Linked DNA regions of Rattus norvegicus: regions 2 and 3 are each linked to region 1. Evidence: chromatin contacts called from public Hi-C and HiChIP or PLAC-seq data. All regions are on one chromosome and are shown on one strand. The core of a region is the stretch at or near the end of the contact, and the rest is flanking DNA. Distances in the headings are between cores, read along the strand shown.

Region 1 (4,856 bases), core at 1,541-4,040:
TATACAAAGGCAATGGAATCAGAAGACCTCCAAGAATTCAACTCGAACAACTAAGTGAATATCAGTGACATTGCTACAACAGACAGGCCTGGCAGAAACATGGGTTTGAGGATAAGGATAAAGTTCTGCAAGGGGTTCTTCAGCCTAGAATGCCAGGTAGCTTTCAAATGGAGCTGACAAGGAGGTACCAGGAATTACAGGGAAAGACGGCTCACTTGGGAATGTTTTGCCATCCAAGCAAGAAGACCTGAGCTTGGCACCCACCTAAGAGCCTGGCATGGTTGAAAGTGTCTGTAATGCCAGTGGTAGAAGAGGGGCTCGGAGACAGGAACATCCCTGGAGCTCACTGGCTGCTCAGCCAGCCTTGCCAAACTGATGAATGCCAGGTTCACTGAGAGACTGTCTCAAAACACGAGGAGGACAGAAGAAGGCATTCACTGTAGATTTATGGCATCCATACGTAAGCAAATGCCCACACCCACATGGACACGTACAAACATCACATATACATATAAGACCTTGAGAGTTGTCTGCATACAACTGGGTTTTCAAGCGTAGGACTAGATGAAGTCACTGGATGAAGGCACTCTGCCCCTTGGCACCCTTTTATTTGTACATCGACAGAGGATGCGACCCTGGTCGAACAGATAGAACAGGCACAGATGTCGGAAAACAAAAGGAAATGCTTACAAGTGTGGCTGTGCCTTAGGGCTTTATTGCTGTGAAGAGACACCATGACCATGGCACCTCTTATAAAGGAAAACATTTAATTGGGGATGGCTTAGTTTCAGAGGTTTAGACCATTATCTCGGAGGGAAGCATGGCAGTGTGCAGGGAGACATGGGACTGAAGGAGCTGAGAGTTCTACATCTTCATCCACAGGCAGCAAAAGGAGTGTGTGTGTCACCCTGAGCATAGCTGGAGCATAGAAGACCTCTAACCTGTCTCCACAGTGACACATTTCCTCCAACAGGGCCATACCCACTCCAACAAGGCTGTACCTCTTAATTGTGCCACTCTCTACAGGTCAAGCATTGAAACATGGGAGATAATGGAGGCCAAACCTATTCTAACCACCACAGGATGTTTGAGTGCAACAAATAAACAAGCCAGAAGAGACCCCTGGTTTGCCTGGAGATTGCCTTTTCAATTGCATTATGGGAAAGAACCAGAGGACAAATATCTGTGCAGGTAAGAATGGTCAGGCAGAAAAGATGGAGTACCTAGCTTGGTGGCAAGTGCTTATTAGACAAAAGTCTGAGCCAGGCTGTGGTGGCACAGACCTTTAATCCCATCACTTGGGAGGCAGAAGCACGTGGATCTGCGTCTGAGGTCAGCCTAGTCCACAGCAAGTTCCAGAACAGCCAGAGCTACACAGAGCTCCTGTCTCAAAAAACCAAACCAAACCAAACCAAACTAAACCAAACCAAACCAAACAGAAAGGTAGGTCTGGGAGGTGGAAGGTGAAGGACAGAGGATCAGGAGTTCCAGGCTACCCTCAGTCCAGTTCCTAGTCACTGAGTTTCTTTTTTTTTTTTTTTTTTTTTTGGTTCTTTTTTTTCGGAGCTGGGGACCGAACCCAGGGCCTTGTGCTTCCTAGGCAAGGGCTCTACCACTAAGCTAAATCCCCAACCCCAGTTACTGAGTTTCTTAAAGGGCCATAAACTACCTGTATTTATAGCTCCCAAGACAATGGAGCGTAGGTAGAATGCAGTCTGGATGGAGGCGCAGAGTACCCGGAACGAACTGGATCAAACTAATCTAAGCTTCAGAATGAGATGGAATGTTGTGTTAATATCTTAGGGACTAAGAGGTTTTTCTCTCCCTATAGGATAATGTTGAAACCTTAATCTTGGAAGTGGGACAAAGGCGGTGCTGTTGGCCAATTTTCAAGGCCTCAAGGAAGTAGGGAAGGCTTTGATATAATCTCTCTCCCCTTTTGATGTAGGAGCAGCTAAAAAAAAAAGATTATGTATCTTCATGGATACAAAGGAGAGAAGGTATTTTAAAATGTACAATCCTGTATCCATCTGGATTTATACACATTCACTGAAAGACAGTTTTGTTAGGAGTAAAGGGCAGGATCGTTTTTTGAAAGTATATTGTCTTCTCTAGAAAAGAACACCCGGTTTCGGCTAGGTGATTAAGAGCACTGGCTTTTCAGTCCCCACCACCCACATGGCACCTCACAACTGTCTAACTCCAGTTCAGGGGATCCCACACTCTCTGGTCGGACACCAATGTACATAAATTTAAAAAGTAAAGAAAACAAAACCAGCCGATTTCAGGAACTTTACTAGCTGGGTCGCCCATAAGTCTTGGAGCTTGAGGCTGTGGCTCAGGAATAGAGCAAAGAAAAAACGGAAGCAGGTCATTCATGGAAACGCAGGGTCCTTGGCGGGCACCGGCTGCCTCATTGGACAGGAGTTAGGGGTTTTACACTCTTCTTCGGTGTGAAGTGCGGGGAGAGGGGCAAGAGCACGGTCAAAGAATAGAGAAGGCGAGGCTGGCCAACCTCTGAGTCCGCTCCTCCGTATCCTGCAGCCCAAAACTCCTGTGGTGCCTCTTCCCGGGGCTTCAGGGTTGCCTAGCAACTCGCACGCCTGGACGCTCCAGGGCTAAGCAGCAGGGTGTCGCCCTCAGGAGGCAGATCCGGCGCGCCAGCCACAGGGGACACGTGGACTCAATGGATCGGGCCGCGCAGGGGGCGGGGCCGACGGCTCCCGGGGCGGTGGGAGGCTGTGCGCCTGCGCGGCTGACCGAGGGGCGGGTCCGGCGTGCGGAGAAAAAGCGTCAGGGGGACGGCAGCTGGCAAGGTTCATCCAGAAGTGCTTCGCGACTGCGTCAGGGATTATCAGGGTGAGCGAACCGGCGGGCGGGAGGCCTGACCCTTGGAGCAGAGGTCGGTCGGTGGCTCCCGGGCCTGGGACTCGGGATGGGAGGCCAGGGCGGCAGGGTGGAGGATGCCGACCGTCCGGGCACAGTGGGACCTGTGGCCCACGGCAGCCGCCTGTCTTCCGAGAGGGTTTCGGGGCCAGACGTGTCTGGCTGGCGGAGTCCCGCGCTGCTGTTTTCGCTCACCCCATTCCCGGGCGTCTAAGTGTCTGGCTGTAGGGTCAGCTGTGTGGACTTGTCACGTACCCCGGCTGGCCTAGAAGCACGAGGGCCACAGGCGTTACTCCATCTGTCCCTGGCTCCCCATCTGCCCCTGGCTCCCCCATCTTCCTCGGGGCAGACCCGCAGGTCCTGTTGTCTCGGCGGGGTTGGCTAGGTTGAGCCTGGGAGGTTAGGAAGACAAGGGATGCTCGTTTCTCTTGTTTTCCTTTTCTGGAAAACCTCCATCCACACATGTGCCCAAACCAGAGGCCTAGGCATCAATCTCGCCTACACTCGTCAAATACATTGAACCCATTCAGAACTCTCACTTTTCCAGACACCTTGCCTTAACAATCAGCTCCTCTTTCTGCTCCGTTGATATTTACTGATACTCTTCCACGTGTCCAATACAGGGAGCTAGAGACACGCTCTTGAAACAAATCTCTTATGCTCCTCCACCCTGCCCCATTCCCTGGTTCTTCTGTGGATTCTCTTTGCCCTTCTAAGCCCTTCCACAGGCCTACCATACCTGTGTGACTCACTGTCTTTGAACTTTACTCAAGACCTGTCCCTCAACTGAATATTCTGCAGCTACATTGGACCCAAGTCATTTCTGAGTTTAGGCGTTCACCGCCATATGTTCTGTCTATGAGGGGAATACATCGTTTTTGGTTGAAATATTTCTTCTCATGCTTTCTGTGGATGGGGGTTTATGTGGTACCCCTTGAGTGTCTCTTTGGTGATCTCTGTTTTGTATTAAGCTGTCATCTATGAGAGAGGAGTCCACCTGTTCTCACAACCCTCACAGTTCTGCTCTTCCTATGTTACTAGGCTGTTAGTTAAAGGGTAGCATGCTTTTCCTTTGGAATCCCCCAATGAACAAGTGGATCAAAATATTAAACACCAAATTGTTCAGGACAAATTCTCAACCTCAGCCCAGGTAAAGGTTTCTTTAACTGGGAGACTTATGGTTGGTTTTACTTCAAGAGCAAGGAGACAACCAGGACTAGTCAATTTTCATTGGCATTGGCTCTGGGTACAGGATAGATATCTGGGTGTTGTCAAATGTGAAAATTCCTAAGAGCCTCTGACTTAGAAAAAGGCTGCCAACAGCTGCTAGGAGGAAAGCTCACTCCCTGATAGGAATAATGACACAATGGGAGGAGAGGGTGGGCCAGGCCCTTCCCAGGAGCAGGCATGCTCCAAACGGAGAGCTCGGCCTAAGACCAGGGCCTTGGAGATGAAGTACTGTGCCACATCTCACCTTATTCTAACCACATTGTCCCAGGCCAGCTCAGCATTGGTACACAAATGAGAGGAAAAAGAAACATAGGAAGGAAGAAACAGACAAGGAAGCAAAGGGTGTTATCTGCAAGAGTCTTTGGGTTATGTCTGAGCTGGACCTAGAAGGAATGACCAGACACAGTGGCAACAGAGACCTCCGGAGCAGTGAGAGGAACCTTGTTGGAGTCAAGGCTCTGAGGGGGCCAGCATTGCTCTGTCAGACTCATGCTGCTCCTTGCGATGAACGTGATGGCATGGATTTTGTCTCCAGCCCCCTGGATGCGAGGGTGATCTGGTTGCAGCAGATCATACCCCATGGAACCAGGGTTAGTGGTGATGGTCTGTTGGGCTTAGCAAAATCCTTTTCCTCTTTCGTTGCTCTGTGTGTCTCTCCCAGAGTTTCTCATTCTGTTGAAGATGACCTTTTCCAGGGGCTGAGGAACAGTCTTTCAGTCAAGAATATATAAGCAGTTATG
Region 2 (4,856 bases), core at 1,003-3,502, 240 kb after region 1:
AGTTCTCCATGGTTACAAAGGGACAGTATCACAAATAACCCGAAACTTATTTATTGCTGGCACTAGAAGTCCTCAGAAACAAACTATGGATGTGACAGGGCCAGACCCTGCAATCCTGCTCCAAACCAACTAGCAATTTAGTCCCTTCAAAAGCTCTGGGCCTTGATTCCCAATCTACAGAATGATCATCTCCACCTTCTGCTCTTCCAGCCCGGAAAGAAATGACTCATCAGCCTCTCACTCTCCTTTTGTGAAAGTTATCACCATTACTTCACAGCCAGTAAACTGTTTTGCTTCAGGCCCACAGCAGTAGAGAGCGCCAGCCCACTCCCAACCAGGAGGAAGGGAAAGCCCACCGCTGCTGGCTCCTAAGAGAGGAATCTCAAGGTGAATCATGAAGAAGCCATTATAATGTCAAAAGGTGTTAGGTTTCAATATTTTAAGCTGCTGTTTTGTATGCCAGTACATTCTCCCTAAGGACAAATGGTAAAATTCAAGGACAATAAGGAGAAAAATACATAATTACCCATTACTTTTTCAAGAACTCTGGAGACCAATTAAAAACATTAGCACCTTTTTGCAGAAATGTTTGAATTAGCCAGCAAAGTATCCTTCAGATTTTTCCCCTAAATTTTAAGTACTCCCTAATCAAGTGAGTCTTCATTTTGTAAGCGGTAGAGAACTCAAGAAATGTATGAAATTAGTAATACAGATGTGACTTTAAAAAGAGACTAAGGACCAGCAGTGCACTTCTTAGCTTACTCTACTACCCGGGAATAAAAAAGGTAATATCCCTACAGGACAGCCACAAGGGTGAACTCCGGACAACAGCCATTGCCCATGTGTGTGTCTTTCTTCAGTTGCTAAGCCAGTCTCACAAGAGGACTGTGAATACGAGACTATTAAGATTAAAGTATGTATTTGACTAAATTCCCAACTGTTAGAACACTCAAGCTCATTTTAGCACTGTCCTCCAATACCAGCATCTTTTTCATTTCAATACTTAAAGAGAAACCATTTTTAAACTTCTTTAGAACATGTAGTTCAATCTTACATGGCCTTGTAAAGAAACAGTTAAAAGCAAGCATGACTTACAAGTCTTCCAGGATAAATGTCAGTAAATCGGAATAGTACAGTCCAGCCTAGTGTTAACTTTGAAAGGAGCAAGCCTCCGGTGTAGATGGAGAAGCTGCTGTAAGAAGTCAAGATGTAGTTGGAAGAATGTCCAGGAAAACTGATAACTGCCCAAACCCATCAAATCCATACATACAGTTTAAAATAAAGGATCACTGACCGAAGTCCAGCAGCGAGCCACCGTTTGCTTGGAACGCCAAAATAAAAATGTTAAAAGCTCGTGACTGACCCCCATAGCCTTCAAAGTTGAGAACCACACCAAGTGTATTTCTGCTGTTCCTTAGCATCCTTCTGTCAATGCAACTCCCTCGCTGCCACAAAGTCACTCGGCTTCAGCTACTCGAATGCCCAAACCCCAGCACCAAAGAGCCATTTATTAAAAGCTCAAGGACTTGGAGCGGGGTCTTCCTTGCGGCCGCCTCCGCATCCTGTACTAAACTAACCATCTCAGGTTAAACCCCCGGAGATGCTCCAGTCTTTTCCCGCATCCACGCTCCCCAGCTCCTTCCTTCATCTCCCGGTAGACCTTTTAGGTAGACCTTTTACCGTCGACCTTGAGGACCCTCAGGTCGGAGCGCTGGGGCTCCAGGTGAATTGACTGGTCCCCTCTACCCTTGCAGTGGGCACCGACGACCTCCCCCATCCAGTCTCGACCCACCACGACCCCGATGACGAATGCCCTCCTATCAGCCCCAGACGACCCCTTCTTCCCCTTAGGTGCCCTGACTCCAACCGAAAAGCAATTCCTCCGAGACGTACCGAGAGCCTACTGCGCGTAAGCTCCCACTACGCGCGGCACCGGGCGCAGGGGCTCAACGCCCCGGCTGGTCTTCCTCTTCCCGGCGGATCCATCCCGGCCCAAGGGCCGTGCCGCCTGCGCCGAGGTGCGGAGGCGCCCGCCCGAGGAAGACTGCGCCGGGCACAGGGACCGGGGCGTGGAGAGGCGGCGGCTTGCGGACCAGCGCCGGGCGACCGCGGGGACACTCAGCGGCCGGGACACGCGCGGCGGCCTCATCCAGGGCACCTGCGGCCAGGCAGGATGGGCCGGGGCGGCGCAGTCAGCGACAGGGCGAGGGCGACCGCCCGCGCGTCCCGTCCTCCGCTCCTGCCCGGCCGGCGCAGCCTCGCTTCCTCTGGACGGAGCCCGGGGACCCCAGCTCGGCCGGATGCCCCCGCCAGCCCCCACCCCTTCCCGGCCGCCTCCCCCTCGTCACCCTCTCCCCTCCCCCCGCCCCCCAACCCCCCACCGGAATGGAAAATACCTCCCGGGGTGGGGGGGCGGGCGGGGCCACACCTCTCTGAAGGGCAGCCTACCGTGACCAATGGCAGGCGGGGCTGTAGATGGGCGGGACTCCCGGAGGCCAATCCAGAGGCGGGTAGGTGAAGGCCGGAGGAGGGAGGCTGGGAGCTCCAGAGGGGAGGCCGGCGAGTTAAGGAGGTCCAGCCGCGCTGGTGCGTGCTGTGCGCGGCTGCCATTTTGGAGTCGGGCAGCTGCGACAGCGGCCGGGTTCGGCCGAAGAGGGAGGAGCCAGTCAGGTGGGAGAGAGGCTGACACGTGGCCGGGGTGGGCGGGGCAGAGCCGGCTAGGGCTGGAGGGGAGGGGGCGAGGACTGGGAGTCTAGGAGGCTGGAGTGGGTCACGGGGCCGTGGAGCCCGCTAGGAGTGGGCGCTAAGGTGGAAGGTCAACCAGAGGTGCGGGTAGGGAGTAGTAGCTTTGTTCGTTTGGGCTCTGTTAGGGAGACCGAGGCGAAAATGCTGAATGGAGGTTGCGAGTGCCGGGTAGGAAAATGTGAATGAGTTTCTCTAGCTCCCTTTTGCATGGAGCCATCCAAGTCACTGAATTCCAATATTCACGGCAAACCGGGCATCTCATTGAATTCAACTCTTCCCATCCAGGCTCTCAGCTGCCACGAAGATGACTCATACACGAGGGGAGGGGTGTTGTCGCTCCCTCTCTTCGCTTGCATTTTATGTGGATGGCCCCGCCATTTCGATGGCTGCAAGGACAGAGAAGTATATCGGGGGATTGTGATACCGGCGAGACACCTCAGCTGGCCCTTTAGAACCGTGGTTACCACTCATAAGCTACTGACATATTGCTTTCCAGTGCTTAGACAAAAAGACTTGCTCTTCCCGTTTACTTCATGGTTCGAATACAGTCTGCTCCCCCAGGGAATCTACGGAAAGTGGTCCTTTTATCAGCGATATCCATATAGGGTCACTTTTTAGTCATGATTGTTTGAAACAGCCTGACTGTATAGCCTAGGATGCTCTGGAGCTCAATGTGGAGCCCAAGCTGGCCACAAGATAGTGGTGCTCCTACTTCAGCCTGCTGAATAGTAAGATTTTTTTTTTTTTTTACCACTTTTAGTCTTTAATGCCTTGCAGTGGGAACTGCAGACTACATTTTTCTTGAAGGCTTTTCTTAGACTCTTCTCGGCCCCCACCTTAACATTGTACACCCTCGGATTGCTTTTTCAGTTGTTTTTAAGTGTTTGTTCTTTATTGGCTCCTTGAGAGGCTCGGGGTCTGGCCCTCAGCCCTTTTCTCTGGTTCTGTATATGGGCTGATCTAGCCATTCAGATAGAATCACAGATGAACGTCCGGTCATTGAAGGCCAGATCTGAATTTCTAAGCAGCTTCTAGCCGCTTCACTTGTCTACTGGAGTAAGTTCCCCATTGGAACACACACCTGAACTTCACCAAGCCTGCTCCTCCTCTGTTCCTCGTACCACTTCACATTAACTCTCTCCCAGGAGCTCCTGGGACCAGAGAGCAAGCCTCTGTCCACTTTCTTACTGCTCCAGCATCTCTCTCTCTCTCTTTGCTATAGTTTGGATCTGGGATGTTCTTCACAGGCCTATGAATTACTCTTGGTCCTTGGCATGAAGGTGGTGGGACCTTTAAAAGACAGAGAGGCTAGTGGACAGAGAAACTTTAGGTCAGAGTATGTGAGTGTGTGTATGTGAGTGTGTGTGTGTGTTGGGGGGATTAGAGTGGGTTGTGAGATCCTCATCACTGCTTCACCTCCTATCCAGGATGTGAGCAGTTTTGTTCTGCAGTGCACCCCTGCCCTCCTCTCATTAGCTACAGCTGTTCACCTGACTCACCTCAGCATTATCTGAGGGAAAGCGCACATGGAGGCCCACCTCAATCGGCTTGGTTCTGGGATGTGTCTGTCAGCATTTTCTTGATTGCTCATTGTTGTAGGAGGCCCAGGCACTATTGGCCATGCACTCCCTGGCAGTGGCCTTGGCTGTCTGTATAAGAAAGGCCAAGTGTGGGCCTAGGAGCAAGCCAGTCATTTGTGGTGTTTGCGTTGGTTCCTTCTTGAGTTTCTAACCCGACTTCCCCCTGATGCTGAGCTGTACACTGAACGATTAAATAAACCCTTTCCTCCCTGAGTTGCTTTTAGTCATAATGTTTTCCCCAGCAACAGAAAGAACATGCCCCAGTGTGCCCTTCACCCCGTGAGAGACAGAGAATAAGCCTACCAGATCAGGACTGGAGCCTCCAAACCGAACTTGTTCCCTTCATACGTTGGTCATCGCAGCGCCGTAACCGGACCGACATGGTGTGAACTAAACACCCTCGATCCACTGCCGCCGTCACTTCCTCCTTTGTGCTATTTAATCATTAGGCCAATATTTATTGAGCATTTTAGTATTAGCTCAAGATGTAATGGTCAACAAAACTGACGAGGTGGCTGATGGGGCAAGACA
Region 3 (4,856 bases), core at 1,686-4,185, 180 kb before region 1:
CAGTGGACTAGATCATAAGTATTCTGTAACAGCTCACGTGTGGCAGGCACAGTATTCAAAGCAACAGTATTCAAGAGTTGGGACCTTTGGTGGTGATTGGATTGGGAGGGCTCTGTCTTCATGGATAGATGAATTCATTCACGGCCTCATGGATTAATGGTTTTGGGAGCGGGGAGGGGCCTGGTTATAAAAGCAAGTTCTTTTTGCTTCTTGGAGGCTAAGAGTTTGGTTCTTTCTCCTGCTGCCCCCAGGATGCTCTCCTCCACTAACAGCCTGAACATGACACGGACATGACTGTGAAGCCATAGCAGCAGCAGCAGCAGCAGCAGCAGCAGCAGCAGCAGCAGCAGCAGCAGCAGCGGGAGCAGCAGTGGCAGCGGCCATGACTCTAAGTTGAGGCGTTTTGTCACGGTGATGGAAAGTTAACTGTCACATCATCTCAGCCCTGCTTTGCCTCATTAAAGGGAAAACAGCTTAACGTTCTCAGCTAGGTTCCATCTGAACCACGGACGAAGATAACTTCTGTCCTACCTTCCCAATTCCATTCTAGATCATAGAAGAGAAGTTGACGTATTACATATGATCAGTGTCCTGGAAAAAGTAGGACTTAATTTTTTTTTTTAATTTATTGAGGAACCCATAGACTATATTCAAGGATGACATTACGGTTTGTTTGTTCTTGTTTTTGCCTTATTAACTAGCAAAACTGGCTAAAAGAGAGAAGCTGGGGAAAGGAAGTTATCCAATGATAGGACTGGTGTTATCTCAATTCAGAAAATGAGGAAGAAGCAGCAGAGGGGAAGTTCATTCTTATTTTTTCCCAAGACGGACAAAGGTAACAAACTCTAAGATCTCACGTTGGGAATCGGACAGAGAAAAGATGTGTTCAAGGCTCATGGCCATCCCTGACTTGCTTTTCACTGACAACTGCCTGGGTTAGGCTGAGCCCTCTGTCATACTTCAGAAGACAAGGGCTCTATAAATAAATTGACTTGGAACCATCTCAAATACACACAAACCACAATGGCTTTCAATGTAAACCTTGACTTTTCTTTCTCTTCTTGAGAGGTCAGCAAGGAAGATTACGCAAGACAGGCTTTACCAAAATCCAACCTAGGGAATCTGGAAGAACTTTCCTGTATCCTCTATTTTTAAAAATTATTTCTTTGTACTTGCTACCCAGTGCCGCCGCACTTCTCTAGGCACAGATCTGTGCTGATCATGCATTATACACCAATCCTCTTAAAAATTCCTTCCCTAGAGGAGGCAATTATTCATTTTGTCAATTTCCCACCATTAAAAGTTTCATATGTAAAATCACTGCATGCTAATGGGGTACTGTGTAAAGAGAATATTTTTAGTGAGTCAGCTGAAAGAAAAAAAAATCATTAGTAGGTCTTCCATTTGAAGATCCGAGAGGAATCACAGATTTCTGAGGTATACCTTGGAAAACCTTGGAATTTACCAGAATGCAGTGCACTGGAACGGTGGCCTCAGGTTCTTGAGTAGAGGTGCCCATTTTAAAGTAATATTTTCACTTGATGTTTATCTCATTTGTAGGATAAGGTTAATTAACTCCCCCCACCCCTTTCAAAATTATCAAGGCACCACAATGGCAAGGATAATGGAAACAGAAATCTGAGGTGGGCTTTTTGTTTTGTTTTGTTTTCCCATTGAGTGGGCATCCGTTTGAAAGGGTGTGGACTTTGTCAGTGCTAATTAGAAGGCCGCTTAATGTCTGGTTTGCATGATTGAAAGAGGTCCCAGCACTGGCTTCATTACAAGATATGTTCAAAGGTGTGAGGGAATGTCTAATTTAGGTAAAGGAGGTTAAATCCGACTGAAGCTTTCCGAGTGGGTGCAGATAGCTGTTAGCTTCGAGATGTTCTTGCCAAACAGGAAAGTATCGTGAAAGGCAGGCTTCTTCTCAAAAGTTGGTTTCATCTTGGCTTGCTTTTTTTAAAATGCTGCTCGTTTCGAGGGTCTGCATGGTGGTGCTCTTTCCACTGGGAAGTTCGTCTCTGACTTCACCATCTTCATAATTCTTTCTGGGCCGTGGTTGTTCCATCAGTCTTGTCTGGGTACCAAATTTTGAGGATTAAGTCCTCGTTTCCTTAACCTCCATCATCCTTTTCTGGTCGTCTACTTTGGGTTTTCAACAGCACATACTCTGATACCGTAGGTTTGAATACCTTTCAGATAACTTACTGCTAGGCAAGAAAAGTAAAGGGGAAGCATAAACGGAAGCCCCTTTCTGATTAGTCTGTCAGCTGAGCTGCACCATGAAATGAAAAACGACTGGTCTCCCTGATGCAGCAACTGGGCGCGGGGTGGGCGTTTACTGGGGGTGGGGGTCCTTCAGTTCTATTTTTTTATTGGCTTATGTTGTTTTTGTCGAAACCTCCATACGGGGCGGGAAGGTAAGTGTGTGCGTGTGCCTGTGGCAGGGAGAACGGATGGAAGAAGGTCCTCCAGCCAAGCGCAAAGAGAGCCACGCTGCCTCCTGGCGCAGTTGCCAGGACAGCCCGGCGCGAGCAGCAACGGCAGAAGCCGCACCGCGTTCCGGCTGAGAGCAAGTGACGCATTGCAGGTACAAACCAGCCAATCAGCAGCTAGCTCAACGGCGTTCGCAGTGTCCATCTCCACCGCGGTGCTCCTCCGCGCCGCAAAGTAGCGCCCCCCAGGCGCGGTTCCCCCGGCCTTTTAACGGCTTGCCTGGGAGTGAAACCCACTTACGTCACCCGTCCCCTGCTCCCCTTTATCTCTTGCCTGTCTGACCGGTGACTGCGGAGAAAAGGGTCTCCCGGAGTGGAGGGGGGCACACGGGGCTGGCCGGGACTCGTTCGCTATGTTCCGTTATCTGTCGTGAGGCGGAGGGATCTGGCGGAGGGAGGCGGAGGGAGGTGTTTATGAGGAGCTGGGGGCGGAGGAGGAGAATTAGTCCGAGTGGAGCGAGCGAGTCGAGTGGTTGTCTGTTCTGGTCTCGGAAACCGGTAGCCCTTGCAGCATGGTGAGTGCGTAGCCGAGCGGCCGGCGGCGCCGGTGGGGGAAAGATGCCGAAGCGGACTGACTAAAGAGGGGGACCTGCCCGCGCTGACCCTCGAGGAGCCGTCTTCCCCAGAGGGATGGCACCAAAAAGGCCAGGAGGCCCCCGCGACGGTCATGTCGCAGGTGTCCCCCACCCAGGTCCTCTTGGGTTCCCTTAGATGAGTCGGGGGACGGCTGCGGAGCTTGGCCGGGGGAAGATGGATCAGGGGTGAGGGGCGGTGTGGTCGGTCGGGAGAGCAAGCGCGGGGCGCCGCGGCTGAGGCGGCGCTAAAGGTCAGCCCTGGGGCCGGATTCAAACCGCCGCCAACGGCCACGGCTAAGCGCGGGCGCCAGGAAGCGCCTTTGTCCGCCCGGCAGCCATGCGCGGGGGGTGGGGTGAGGAGGAGCGCGGGGCCCCGGGGCGAGCGGGCGCCGTTAGCCCGCATCCCCGCGAGGCGAGGTAAGCCAGCCGGCCCGGGGCGCGCCCTGTGCGTCCTGCCGGTGCGGGAAGCAGGCGCTGGGGGTGGGGTGGGCGCGCGGGGCCCGGAGCCGCCGCCCGACGCTGCTCGGCTCGCGCCCCAGCTGCTGCGCTGGCACCTGCAGGACTGCGGAGGTCTGGGCGGCCCGCGGCGCTGCGGGGATGGGCGGGGGAGGGGACCCTAGCAGTTCCCCCATCCCCCTCCGCGCAGTGCTGCTTGTTCCACTCCATCTGGTGCTGTCTTCCACTACCCAGACTGGATGCTTAATTTCTTTCTTTTTTTTAATCGCTGAAGAATACAAGCTTTATGCTGGAAGTCGGGCGCTTTCTCCAAATACAGTTTATAAAGGGAAAGCAATCGCCTTCAGTTAGGGTCTCAAAGACTTTTTCTGCCCACAGCGAAAGCAAGCCAGTGAAAGTAGCAATTAAGGGGCGGGTCGCTAAATTCTTGAGTACTCAGGTGCACTCCTGTTCACCTCTACCACACGCAGCGTTCCTTGAACGCTTGTGTTTGTGTTTCTTGTATTTCGGTGTAGGAGTTGCCATCCCATCTTAGTTATTAGATCTACAGTTCATTTATACAGTATTGGCTGTCAGAAACTGTGCACTTAAAGGGTGTATGAGAGAGGAGATTTCAGAGAGATTTTTTTTCTTAAATAAGAGACTCCTCGTGTTTCCTGTAAAAGAATGAGGACAGTAATTTGCACTACTTACTTTACTCCTTTGCCAAATGGTTACAGCAATGGGTGTGTCTAGGAGGCAAGGTGACATCTTAAACAGTAGTTGGGAATCCCTGCCAACTGAAACCTCCAGCCTGCTTGGGTGTGGGGAGAGTTCACCTTGGAGAGAGCTAGCATTCATTTAACTTTGGTGAATCTTTGTGTTTTGATAAGTATTTTTTTAACTAATGAATTTTAATATGCTGATTGAATTTGTACTTTGTAAGGTGAAACAGGATATAAATTACAGGCATGTAATTGGCACTCCAAGTTATGTAGTAACTTATTTTTTTAGTTAGCAGGATAGGATTTAAATGTTTACTGGAAAATTATAATTTGTATCTTACAGTGGTTTTTCTCCCCAGTAAGTTTTTATAGTTAAATGTATCATTAATACATTGCCAATTAGTCTAGTAACTTCATAATATATAAATAAGACTTTAGATTCTGAAGACTCTGTTAAAGAGAAGAAGTTATTTAGGGACCTATGTATATATAAGAACTGATTGCGAATCTCTCGAATTTGCATGCGGCCACTGTCTTTATTGGGCTGTCATGTATTGGAAGGAATGTGCAGTGTTGACACAGATGTAAAGAGTGTGTTTAAATGAGTCTATTAAGCTGAAAGGTTT

The links. A called contact is a pair of places that touch in the nucleus more often than the background predicts. HiChIP or PLAC-seq counts read pairs in DNA pulled down with a chosen protein or histone mark.
Region 2: an H3K27ac HiChIP or PLAC-seq map of oligodendrocytes shows a contact between it and region 1, with 4 times the contacts expected there. The contact joins the promoter of Socs5 here to the promoter of Mcfd2 in region 1. A contact is called at or near these places in 1 of 12 Hi-C or Micro-C datasets (liver) and 1 of 1 datasets of contacts at active chromatin or transcription factors (oligodendrocytes).
Region 3: a Hi-C map of the A7r5 cell line shows a contact between it and region 1, with 3 times the contacts expected there. The contact joins the promoter of Calm2 here to the promoter of Mcfd2 in region 1. A contact is called at or near these places in 3 of 12 Hi-C or Micro-C datasets (the A7r5 cell line, liver and mammary epithelial cells).

What each region holds. Positions count from the first base shown.
Region 1 is chr6:13,025,260-13,030,115 of GRCr8, forward strand. Mcfd2 (multiple coagulation factor deficiency 2, ER cargo receptor complex subunit) reads left to right here and starts at 2,791. Exons shown (of 4, transcript NM_139253.2): 1 at 2,791-2,859.
Region 2 is chr6:13,263,579-13,268,434 of GRCr8, forward strand. Socs5 (suppressor of cytokine signaling 5) reads right to left here and starts at 2,253. Exons shown (of 2, transcript NM_001109274.1): 1 at 1,894-2,253.
Region 3 is chr6:12,842,235-12,847,090 of GRCr8, forward strand. Calm2 (calmodulin 2) reads left to right here and starts at 2,936. Exons shown (of 5, transcript NM_017326.3): 1 at 2,936-3,010. The coding sequence starts at 3,008.